Regions from separate parts of the Mus musculus genome. Here region 1 is linked to region 2. A link is a contact called in public HiChIP or PLAC-seq data. All regions are on one chromosome and are shown on one strand. Each heading gives the region's core, a stretch centred on a gene start, on an enhancer-like site or on the middle of the called end of the contact. The rest is flanking DNA. Distances are from core to core; before and after follow the strand shown.

Region 1 (5,288 bases), core at 1,104-3,603, 640 kb after region 2:
GGAACAGAAGGCTGAAAGGAAGGTAGTGGGAGGGCAGAGTGTGTGCCCAGAGGGCAGTTCCTGGGGTCGGGTGGCAGGGTGCCCAGGGTACTGAGTGGGCAGGAGACCTCATGGCTTCCTCTCTTCTCTAGCCAGTGACCAAAGGTCAGCTCTGGCGGCTTGGCCACGTGCAGTCCACCCACAACCCTGGTCAGGTCATGTGAGACCAGGACTGAGGCTTTGTCAACACTCCATTGTCTCCCAGAGCCCAGCCTCTGTGTGTGGTAGGGGGAAAACCCTCTCCAGCCCAGGCGAGCTGGTGAATCTCCAGAGCCATAATAAGCTCCCAAAGAAATGCTTCCACTGGGGAGTCCTTCAAGCATGATGATGATGATGATGGTGGTGGTGGTGGTGATGATGATGATGATGTCATCGTCGATGCCCTACAGGACCCCATTCCTCTTTGAGACTTCACATGATCCTCAAGAAGTGGTGAGGAGGGCCCTCCCTTGGCATTGAGAGAGGGAGCAAAGGGAGGAAGGGCCTCCTTTCCTCTGTTCTCCTCGGGGCAGATATGCCATCATGTGACCCCAGCCCCCCCCCCACCTCACCCATTCCACAGATGCTCTGGGGGGAAAGAGAGAGCAAAGAAGGCTGAAATATGGCCCTGAAGGTCATCTTGCACGTCAGCATTGGGACGCGCCCCGGAGCCCCTTGTGTCCTGGCTCCCAGCCTGGACCACAACACAGGCCCCATTGACTCCTGTGTACCCTCTTTCCCAAGATGCCCACAAAGTCATGGGCTCATGGTTCCTAGCCACAGGCTCCTGAGCCCCCCAAGAAGGCCAGGGTTGGCGAGAACATAAACTGCACCTGCACAGGAGTCTCTCAAGTCCAGGCTGAAGGTCATGGCCAACCTTTAGGCTTTATCCTACCCAGTCTGAAATGGAGTCAAATGGAGACCCAGGTAGGGCACGTTCTCTGCCAGTTCTCTGCAATACAAAGTCCTATGTTTTCTTTAAAGCTAGCCCCTGACTCAGCCCTTACCACTGAAATGTAAGGCCAAACCACCCTGGTCCACTGTGTCTCTCTTACCAGGGGTGTCAGGTGAGGGAAGAGGGTTGTGCCTGGGGGAGGGGCTGGGGCTGAAGAGCTCCAGAAGGGGAGGGCTGGCCCTGCAGGATGACAGAGAGATGATTAAACCCACAGAGAAGATTGATAAGGGTGCTAAAAAGCTGCAAGTCTGCAAGGTGGGCTGGGGACAAATCTCATCTTGTCCTGGCAGTGCTCACAGTTTTGGGGGGCTGGGCCAGCCTGGCTGAGCTCATGACCCATACATACAAAGAACACTCCAGAACAGGAGGGACTAGGGGGCTAGAAGGCCACTTCCTGCTTCTCCCTCCTGGCCTCTGATGAAGGCTTCTGGAGCTCACCGAGGGACCCCTGCCCCCTTAACACCTGGGCAGTGCGTCCCTTCACCCACAGCATCTCTGCCTCAGCTCTCACTCTCGTTATTATTAGATGTGATTTACAGCGGAAGCGCTGAGTCAGACAAACCGAGATTTCCCCTAGACAGAGGCAGTGGGAGAGGAGAGTCCAGGGGAGGTGGGCAGGGTCCTCGGAGGGAGCCAGGAGCTGGGTATACCAGACTCCAACTTGTAGAATGAGCAGGGAGTTTATGTTGCTGTTTCTCCTACCTGCTCTAGGCCCAGGATCCTCACTTGGGACTCTTGGACATTCAGACCCCTTTTCTGACATCTCGCCTCACCTTTGAGCTTGTCTTGGTTGGCCTCCTTTCCTTTTACAAATTTAAGAGGAGAGCCTGGAAATGAGTCAGGACCTTGTGTCTTCAGAACGGCTCTGAAGGTGGTCCCGAGCTCCCAGAGATGGAGAGAAACAGCGGAAGGGCCCCGGCCACCCCACCCCCACTCTGCAAACAGAGACCCTAGCACCGAGTTCCGGGCAAGTGGGGGGTGTCCAAAGGCGCAACACCGCCTGCAGGAAAAGCCCACATTTCTGCTTTCACCTTGTGCAGAAGAGAGTGGTGGGCAGGTCGGTCTCTGCTCCCTGGGTCTCTGACTCCCTGGCAGGGAGGAACTGGGCATTGTTGCCAAAAATAAACGTTCCTTCTCCCGCTCCCTGGCTCCCGGCTCCCGCTCATTAGGATGCGTGGCGTTTGGCTGCGGTCCCACACCTTGCAGCTCATTATAAATATGCAGTCGCTGCTGGCGCTACCCCAATCATCTCTGCAATCAGAGCTTTTAATTAGGTTAATTAAATTGTATCAAATCTCGCAGGGACGCAGTTCACTGATGCTGATGAGGCAGCCAAAACAGACCCCGGCTCCTTGGCTAATGAAGGCCGCTGCCTGCCTGAGCAGCGAGGGGGCAGGAACGCATAATAAAGGGGTGCGTCCTCGGGGAGGAGCTGCTGCCCAGGCCCATGCTCTGGGGACCTAGGAAAGGATCTTCATCTAGCAAGTTGAGCTCTAGCGGCAGCAGTCTCCCAACCCCAGAGACTATCAGCCTCGCTGGAGAACCAACGATGCGGAGCATCAGGAACCCAGACAGGTGGGCAGTGTTAGGCCTAAGCACCTGCCACCCCAAACTACAGAGTAAACAGTGTCTTGATATCCACTGGCTCTATCTGGGAGCGCCTTACTTCTTCCACAGACTAGTTTAAAAAAAAAAAAAAAGGGGGGGGGTGCGCATGCGCACACGTGCCCGTACACACGCGAGGGGAGAGATGGGGGCGGGAGTGGGGGGGAGGAGGGAAGTTGTCCTGTCACTGCCTCCTTGGTTGTCTTATTAGCCTGTGAGGAGGCCAGGCTGAGGCTAGGAAGCCCATCCCACTGCTGGCCTAGTCTCCATCTGCCATGGAGGCCATCTGCCCCTGGCAGGGGGTAGTTTATAATGCTACCAGCCAAAGACAGGAGGGGGTGGCACCCCCTCCCCAGTCTCTACGTGCCAGATGGAGCCTGTGTTTTCCCACCTACCTCTCTACCTAAAGAGCCCTCTCTCAGGGAGAGACATTAGTCCCGGCCCTACAGGATCAAATTAGCTAAGGAAGAGAGCCGATTCCTCCCCACTCCGTCCCTCCTCACCCTGAGCTGACAGTCCCGCGCGTCCTGCACTCTACCACAGGCCATGGGAACCCATGCAAACCCGGAGCTGGAGGAACAGAAGGTCTTCCCCTAACTTTTAGCAAAATGGCAGGTGCTGCCACCTCTAGAGGGGTGGTCCCTGCCACTGCTCAGCCCTCTCCTCTGAACTCTTCAGTTCTCTGAGCAAAAGAAGGCCAAAGATGGGGACTTGTTCAGTGCTTTCAAGGTGAAGCTTGCCTGTTCTGTAGGAGCTGCTTTTTGCTTTTGGTTTGGTTTGGTTTTTGATTTTTGTTTGTTTGTTTGTGTTTTGGCTTTTGATTGTTTTTTTTTTTAAATAGAAAGGTTGTGTGGATGGGGTGTTATTTCCACTCAGTAATGTGAAAACTTGAAACCAACCCCCACCCCCACCATTTGTCACCTCAGAAAGAAGCCTTTGGGGGTAACAAAGAAAAATAAAAAGCTGTAAATTAGTCAGACTGGCTCAGGGCAAGGGAGGGGAGTACCCACCTGCCTCCAGGCACCAGGGTTTCGTTAACACTGGTGATCTGAGCGTGGCCATCAGGTGACAGACAATGAAGACCTGAGACGCCTTCCTTCCCACCTTCCTTAAATCCCCCAAAGCAGCAGCCCCCTGCCTAGATCCTCAGTTCTACTCCAGACTAGCCTCTACCTGCCGGGGACAGACTGCGGGACCTCCCAGCACCTGGGTGTTCCTCCTATGTCAGGATATGGCCATCGCCTTTTCTAGGACCATCAAGTCAGGCAGAGCAGATGGACAGGAGATGTAACTGAGACAAGACTTCCCAAAATGCCATACCAGAGGGCCTGGGGAGAGAAGGCAAAGCAGTTCCTTACTGGAGTCAGGAGCCGCGGGAGCGATGTTTCCTTTGGCCTGGCCTTCTAGGGGAGGCAGGCAGAAGTATGTACAACCAGGACTGCCTCTTCTGGGCTCCAGAGTCTCAGACTTGGGCTTTGGAAGGCTAAGGCTCTGGTCCAGGCTTTGCATATTCTAAGCCAGAGCTCTACCACCGAGTGATCCCCCAGGCCACAGACCTAAGCACACAGCCTCTATGCCTTTCCTTGTTACAACTGCACACGGTTGTTCCCGCATCCATTCTCTACAGGCCCAGAAGCCAGTGGGGACTGTGCCAGCAAGGAGGCCCCATGACCTGGCTGGCTAGAGAGTGCACCGTCTAACCCCAGAAGGCAGCTGCAAAAAGCCAAGAAACCTGCCAGCTCAGCCTCAGACAGCCCACCCCCAGCCCTCCGTTCATCGGCAGTTTGGGCCCAGGGTTCTCACCCCAGGCTCAGTACACCCTTCCCAGTGCTCTGTGCATGAGGCTTTGGGAACTGGCAAGCCAAGATAGCTTTGGGAGGAAGAGAGAGCCCAGAACCACACACCTACTCGCCTCATGGTTTCAAGTCCTGGCAGGCCCTGGCCTGGCAGGCCCTGGCCTAGCCGGCCTCCGCTGTCATGCCGAGCAAACAGTCTGCACACGGCTTTCCCCGATGAAGGACGTGCGGCTTTGGTTGTTCAGTGACCCACAGCCAGCAGCACCGGGAGACAGCAAGCCACAAGTCAACCTCTCAGAACTTCACAAAAGGAAAAACCCCTACCACATCCCGGTGGACCGATCACTGGGAAACCTGAGGCTTTGGGAAAGACCCTAATGGTCCCTACAGGATCCTCATTAAAAGTGAGAAAGCCACGATACATTCAAACTAAAAGGAAAGATCTTTTTCATGGAGTGCTCTTCCGTGGCATTAAATTCAATAAACAAATCCATACTCAGCATCTCTGGGGGACAAGGAGGTTCTGGGAGAAACTCGCTGTTAACCAGCCCAGCAGAGAGGCAGCAGCGCCACCTGCTGGGCTCTTTCCCACCCACCACTTTTCTTTTCTCTCTCTCTCTTTTTTTTTTTTTTTTTTTGGAGACAGGGTTTCTCTTCTCTGTGTAGCCCTGGCTGTCCTGGAATTCACTCTGTAGACCAGGCTTGCCTGAATTCAGAAATCTGCCTGCCTCTGCCTCCCAAGTGCTGGAACTAAAGGCATGCAGCATCACTGCCCAGCCAATTCTTTTCTTATATCAAAAAAATAAAACAAGGCCTTGACTCGGACCCTCAAATGTGGCTATAAGCTGACTGGTCTGGCCTCAGGGGCTCTCTCTTGGGAGGATCTGCAAGTTCTACAGGCTTCAGGTGGCTGC
Region 2 (5,441 bases), core at 266-2,765:
CCTCATATAGGCCTGTGGGCAAGTCCACGGGTGTTGGGGGTTGGATTTTCTTGATAAATGATGGATGTGGGGGGGGCACCCCACAGTGGGTAGTGCTTTTTGGATGGGTGGTCCTGAGTTATATAAGAAAGCAGATTGGGCAAGCTGTGGAAATGGAACCAAGAAGCACCCCCACAAACACACCCAGCCCCCAGTCCCGGCTTCTGTTTCAGGTTCCTGCCCCCCTTCTCCCCCCATGGAGAGTTGTTAGATGAAATTAACCCTATCCTCCCCCTGCTGCATTTGGTCCTGGTGTTTATCACGGCAGTAGAAAGCAAAACAGAACACCTTCCTTCCCTCCCTCCCTCCCTCCCTCCTTCCTTCTTTCTGTTTTTTGTTTGTTTGTTTGCTTGCTTTCTTGTTTGTTTGTTTGGTTGGTTGGTTTGGTGGATGGAGGTTGGAGACAATATCTCACTATGTAGCCCTGACTGGCCTGGAACTCACTATATAGACCAGGACTTGAGGTCAGAGAGATCTACTTGCCTCCTGAGTGTCACCTTTATTATAGAAAAGTATCCATCTTCTTCATGACGGGGTAGGGAAGGGCTTGCCATTGCTTCTACTTCTATACACATATCAAGCTCACAGAGGAGCCTGAACTTGAACCCAGGGCTCCACACTGACAAGAGACTCTTGGTGAGTAACCTGGTTATGGATTAAGGGTAGGAGAAATTATCTTCTCTGTCCTGGTGAGGGTTCCTATTTCCATTTGAAAGTCATTCTGCTGTCAGTGCCTGGCTTACATCCCTCTCCCACTGAAGCATTTAGGAAAAATCATGTCATTCACCCACTGTCTCCCCAGCCCCGTGCAAACAGCTGAGCACGCTTCCTACAGCTGTCCAGTGCCCTGTACAAATCATCTAGCTACCATGTGTGTGTGTGTGTGTGTGTGTGTGTGTGTGTGTGTGTGTGTGTGTGTTGGCAGTAGTCGGGAATATGGAGGAGAGCAGAGAGACCCTCAGGCTCCATGCCCAGTCCCTGAGATTTCCCAGGAGAGAAACTAGCCTTCAGGCAGCCAGCCAGGAATCTCCCTCATTGCTCCAGCAAATGGGACCTGGAGGAGCCGTCCACGTCCCCACTGCTGATGGGTAGAAGGAGAGTGAGGATAAAGGGCACATTGCGGCCCCCCAGGACCCTTACCGCATCCAGAAGGAAACCCGAATATTTGTCTTATTTCCTGTGGGCCATTTGGACATATTTTCTCAGTCCAGAGAAAAGCTGCAGTGTAAACTAAGGATCCGTTCTAGGGGGCCCGTTGGCTCCTTGGAGTCTGTAATTGGGGTATTGAAAGGATACAGAAAAAAAAAGGCCCACAGAAGAGTGGGTGATCTTTTATACTTAAAGTTCCCCCCTCTATAAAAGCGACGTATTACAAACCTCTTTCTCCTCTCGAACATTTCTTGCTAAGTGCATTCTGATGCCACATTGAAACGCAAAATAGCTGGAATCAAGCAGGCTCCGAAGGCTATTTATATGCTAATCTCTATTTCCCAAGCCGAAGCAGGAACCTCGAGCTCAGAGCTGCTTCTAATGATGGCTCGGCTCTAACCTCTCTGGAAGAAAGAAAAGTATTTTCCTTAAGAAAACAACTCAGTTTCTTTAAGATGAAATGTAATTATCTATTATCAGATGTCCCTTAAAATGCAAGGCCTATTAAGGCTGCTAAAAATATTGAAGCCCTAATTTCACCATAATAGCATTTTAATTTCAGCAAATCACGCTGCTATTGTTACAGGACATTTTGTGGTAGGGATGTGGTAAGAGGTCCATCTTAGCTTTTTTTCTTAACATTTTCTCTTCTCTGAGAAGTACAATTAAATCATTGCAATCATCTAACCTTGCTCGACACAAAATTTTACTTATGAAGTGCGAAAACAATGGCCATTAGCATTTAAAAGAATTTGTTTTAAAAGTAGCTAAAGTTTAATTGCTTTAAATATTCTTGTTGGAATGTGCAGCCGCTGTTGGTTCAACGTTTGTATTAAAGAGAGACGGCGTTTAATTGATTGCTGAATTTCATTGAAAAATATTTACTTTCTTCTCGGGCAAAGTACAAAAGAGGTGTCTTGACGGACCCCCTGGAATGGTTTGAGGGGGGAAAGGGAACGATGTAAGCTGCTGGCCAGGTGACCCACCTCTGCACTGGGATGTCCCCCAACCCCCAACAGCATGTGTGTGTGTGTGTGTGTGTGTGTGTGTGTGTGTGTGTGTATGCGCACGCGCGCGCGTGCGTGCGTACAGGCCTTCTTTGTGTAGACAGCAACAAGAAAGTCTGGTCCCAGTGCAGACCCCTGAAACTTGTGTTTTCCTGGGGCCTATGAGTAAGAGCTGGAGAATGTGATGCTGGGTGGCCCATCCTGTCTGCTTCCCTTTCAATCAGGAGGGCTGGGGGGCGGGCCACTCTCTGACAGGTGTTCCTCCCACACCTGATAGTGGAAGCAGACCTCTGAGCAACTTCGATGAACTCACCCTCTCCCTTCTCTGATTGGACATTTTGGGTCACCTTCAAGAGTCTGAGTCACTGTGAGATCTCATGGGTTTTAATAGGAATTTCTAGATCAGGGATAAGGAGGTTGGGTAGGAAAGGTGGGGATAGGGGGACAAGCTTTGGATGGCAGAGGGAGAGACGATGAGAACATCGAACATGAAAATGCCATGGGCCCCAGAGGCCACCGACTAGGTTTCATGAAGGGGGTGAATCAGTTCTATTTGAAGAAGGATCGCCCCGCATCTTGTATCTTATCCACTTCTTCCTGGCTGTCATTTAATCCTCACAATGATGTAATGACAGCGGCTGCTCTCCCTGTTTTCCAAATGTGGAAACTGAGGCTGGCAGGGCTTCACTTGTTACAGCTTAGTCACCCAGTGGGATCCATCTGGTGATGTCATCGGCGCTGTATTGCCCATGTCTGCCAGGGTCTGCCTGGAGTCGCTCCCTTAATTCTTTGCAGGCCCAGAGATGGTTCAATTAGGCTACTTTCCTGGCACCTGTGGTTTGGGTCTGTCTGGACCCTCAGACACATGGAATCTGAATAGTTTAACCCAATTCTGTCCCTTGTTGGCTCCTAGTTTCCTTCCTGTAAAATGAAGACTTTGGATGACCTCGTCCTTAAGAACTCTTCTTGGACTGAATTTCTGTAGACTGAGTGCTAATCTCCACAAGAAACTAGTGCCCACTGTGAACTGGACCTGAGTGTCATTACAGAGATGGGAACACAGGGCCTGGTCTCCCGGGATGAGAGCCTGCACAGCCAGGTTCCCTGGGGCTGCCCATTTCCCTGCCTGTGTCACTCAGCTCAAGGCGGATCAGGTCACTCTGAGTGGCAGGCCTATCTGAGACAGTTCCCTGTTTCCTCTGCTTCTTTTCCTGCTCCAAGTGTTAATTCTTCTGGGAGACCTTCAGCCTCTTTGCAGCTTGTGATTCCTGAGGCTCTTGAACCTATCTCTCCCGTGGCGTCTTCTGCAGCAGAGGAGAAACAGCCTCGGTTAAATTCCTTGTTCTACTGCTGAACTGCATCTGATCTTGGAGCTTGTTCCCATATCCACATGGAGGAAATAACAGTGTCCAATTCCTCTGGTTGTGTAAGAACCAAATGAGATTGGCACAGAGCAGTCAGACCCATACCTGGCATAAGTATCGCTTGCTGATGTATTAAAGGCACTAGCTTATTCATAGACATGTGCTCCACCAGCCGCTGTGTTCTGCTGGGTCTGACACCACAAGACTGTCACCTCTATAGCTCTGTGGCCGGCACAGTGGCTGCCACATAATGGAAAACACTATATGGCTTCTTCCAAGAGCGGGTGTTCAAACCCATGTCCTGCCCCTTACTGGCTGTGGAACCCTGAGTAAGGTTCCATGGCCTCTCTGGCCTCCAGTTTCTGTCTTCTGTTAATGGATATAATTACAAGACCCCTTTTCCGTGATGGCAGACAGCTACGCTTCTACAATGAAGTCCTGGCCCAGTGGCAGTTTTTTGGAGCTCAGCCCACAAAACCTTTGAGGTTAACAAGTTCTCATTAATAACTGACACCTGCATCCCATTTTCAGATGCTTATCTCGTTCCGTCCTCACAGCAGCTCTGGGAGGGGCCTCATATCTTCTGTTTCTCTGAGATTTTACAGCTGGTAAGAGACAGGTTGCCCGACCTCCTGTGAAATCCCCCTGTCTCAACGACACCTCCTCATCTCATGACGCCAGATGGACAGGGAAAGCTTCTCAAATAGACCAAGCAGTCTTCCATAAAAGTAAGGTGTGTGTGTGTGGTGGGGGGAGGGGTTTCTTACATGCAGCATGTTATGTGGTCCGGCTAAATAGATTTCACCATGGCAGGTCCTGGAGTGACACCTTGAGCCTTAAGCTGCACTTTGCTTTTTAGACTCTTCAGGGACAGTTATAAATTTGATTATATCTGAAATAGCAGATTTCAAGTTGAAGTCCCCTTTGTCCACTCTGGAATTCAGATTTATTTCTGAGAGACCAGTGCAATTTTCTTATCTTTGTTACAAATTACTACAGTCTGGGTTAATCTCACACAGCAATAAAGCTGTTTGCCTAGGAAGCTTCTTGCAGTGTCAGAGCTGATGAATGGCTCCCTCTGGCTATAATAATTCAGTCTAGAACACTGGAGAAACACACACACACTCACACACACACACACACACACTCACACACACATACTCACACACACATACTCACACACACACTCACACACACACACACTCACACACACACACTCACACACACACTCACACACACTCACACACACACACACACACACACACACACACACACACACACACACACCTTGTGTGTACTTGCAGCTTAGATGGGAGGGTCAGCGATGCTCACCCTGAGAGAGGCCGCTGGAACTTTTGAACCTGGGAGAGCTAAGGTGCCCAGGAAGGAATAGCAGGTTCTGTAACGTAGGCAGTCCCAGCTGGAGTTTTCTGAGGGCGGCTGTGGTTCAGGTGACTATAAGAGAAGCCAGAACAGTCAGAGGGCACTGCCTGAACGGCCTTAATGAGCAGGGGGTGAGTCAGATGGTGTCAGAGTCAGAATCAGCTGTATGGAAGGGGAAGGGGGCTTGTCTGCCATTCATTTAACAGTTACTGTCACTTCAAAAAATGTAGCGTGTGCCGCTGATTAGAAAAGGCACTACTGATTTAATAAGAACCCTTCTTGGAGGACTGAGGCATGGAACGCAACCCACTTCACTGTGCACTTGAAGACTCAATATTGTGGTCCTAGCAGTCATTCTCCAGAGATGAAATTCGAGGGGAGGGGAGGAGAGGGGCACGGTGAGGAAATGGGAGAAGGGTAGTTCAGTAGTTGGAGATATTGGTAAGAAAGAATATTCATTCAGGCAGAGAATAGCATGCCCGCAGATCTTGGGGCAGGA

Evidence for each region. HiChIP or PLAC-seq counts read pairs in DNA pulled down with a chosen protein or histone mark.
Region 1: a contact with region 2 is called in an H3K4me3 HiChIP or PLAC-seq map of embryonic basal ganglia, with 6 times the contacts expected there. The contact joins two enhancer-like sites. A contact is called at or near these places in 2 of 484 Hi-C or Micro-C datasets (embryonic somatosensory cortex and neural progenitor cells), 7 of 115 datasets of contacts at active chromatin or transcription factors (astrocytes, embryonic basal ganglia, embryonic forebrain and 4 more) and 2 of 9 other capture datasets (embryonic stem cells and embryonic tail).

Annotation. Positions count from the first base shown.
Region 1 is chr4:124,670,293-124,675,580 of GRCm38.p6, forward strand. No RefSeq gene overlaps it. Among named protein-coding and RNA genes, the nearest start is that of Gm38545, 4.7 kb to the left of the region's middle. Within about 2 kb of position 2,354, at least 48 of the 459 cell types and tissues checked have an H3K27ac peak or open chromatin away from gene starts, as enhancers often do. A contact at or near this core is called in embryonic basal ganglia and forebrain, where this site is marked.
Region 2 is chr4:124,034,411-124,039,851 of GRCm38.p6, forward strand. No RefSeq gene overlaps it. Among named protein-coding and RNA genes, the nearest start is that of Gm40241, 17 kb to the right of the region's middle. Within about 2 kb of position 1,516, at least 39 of the 459 cell types and tissues checked have an H3K27ac peak or open chromatin away from gene starts, as enhancers often do. A contact at or near this core is called in embryonic basal ganglia and forebrain, where this site is marked.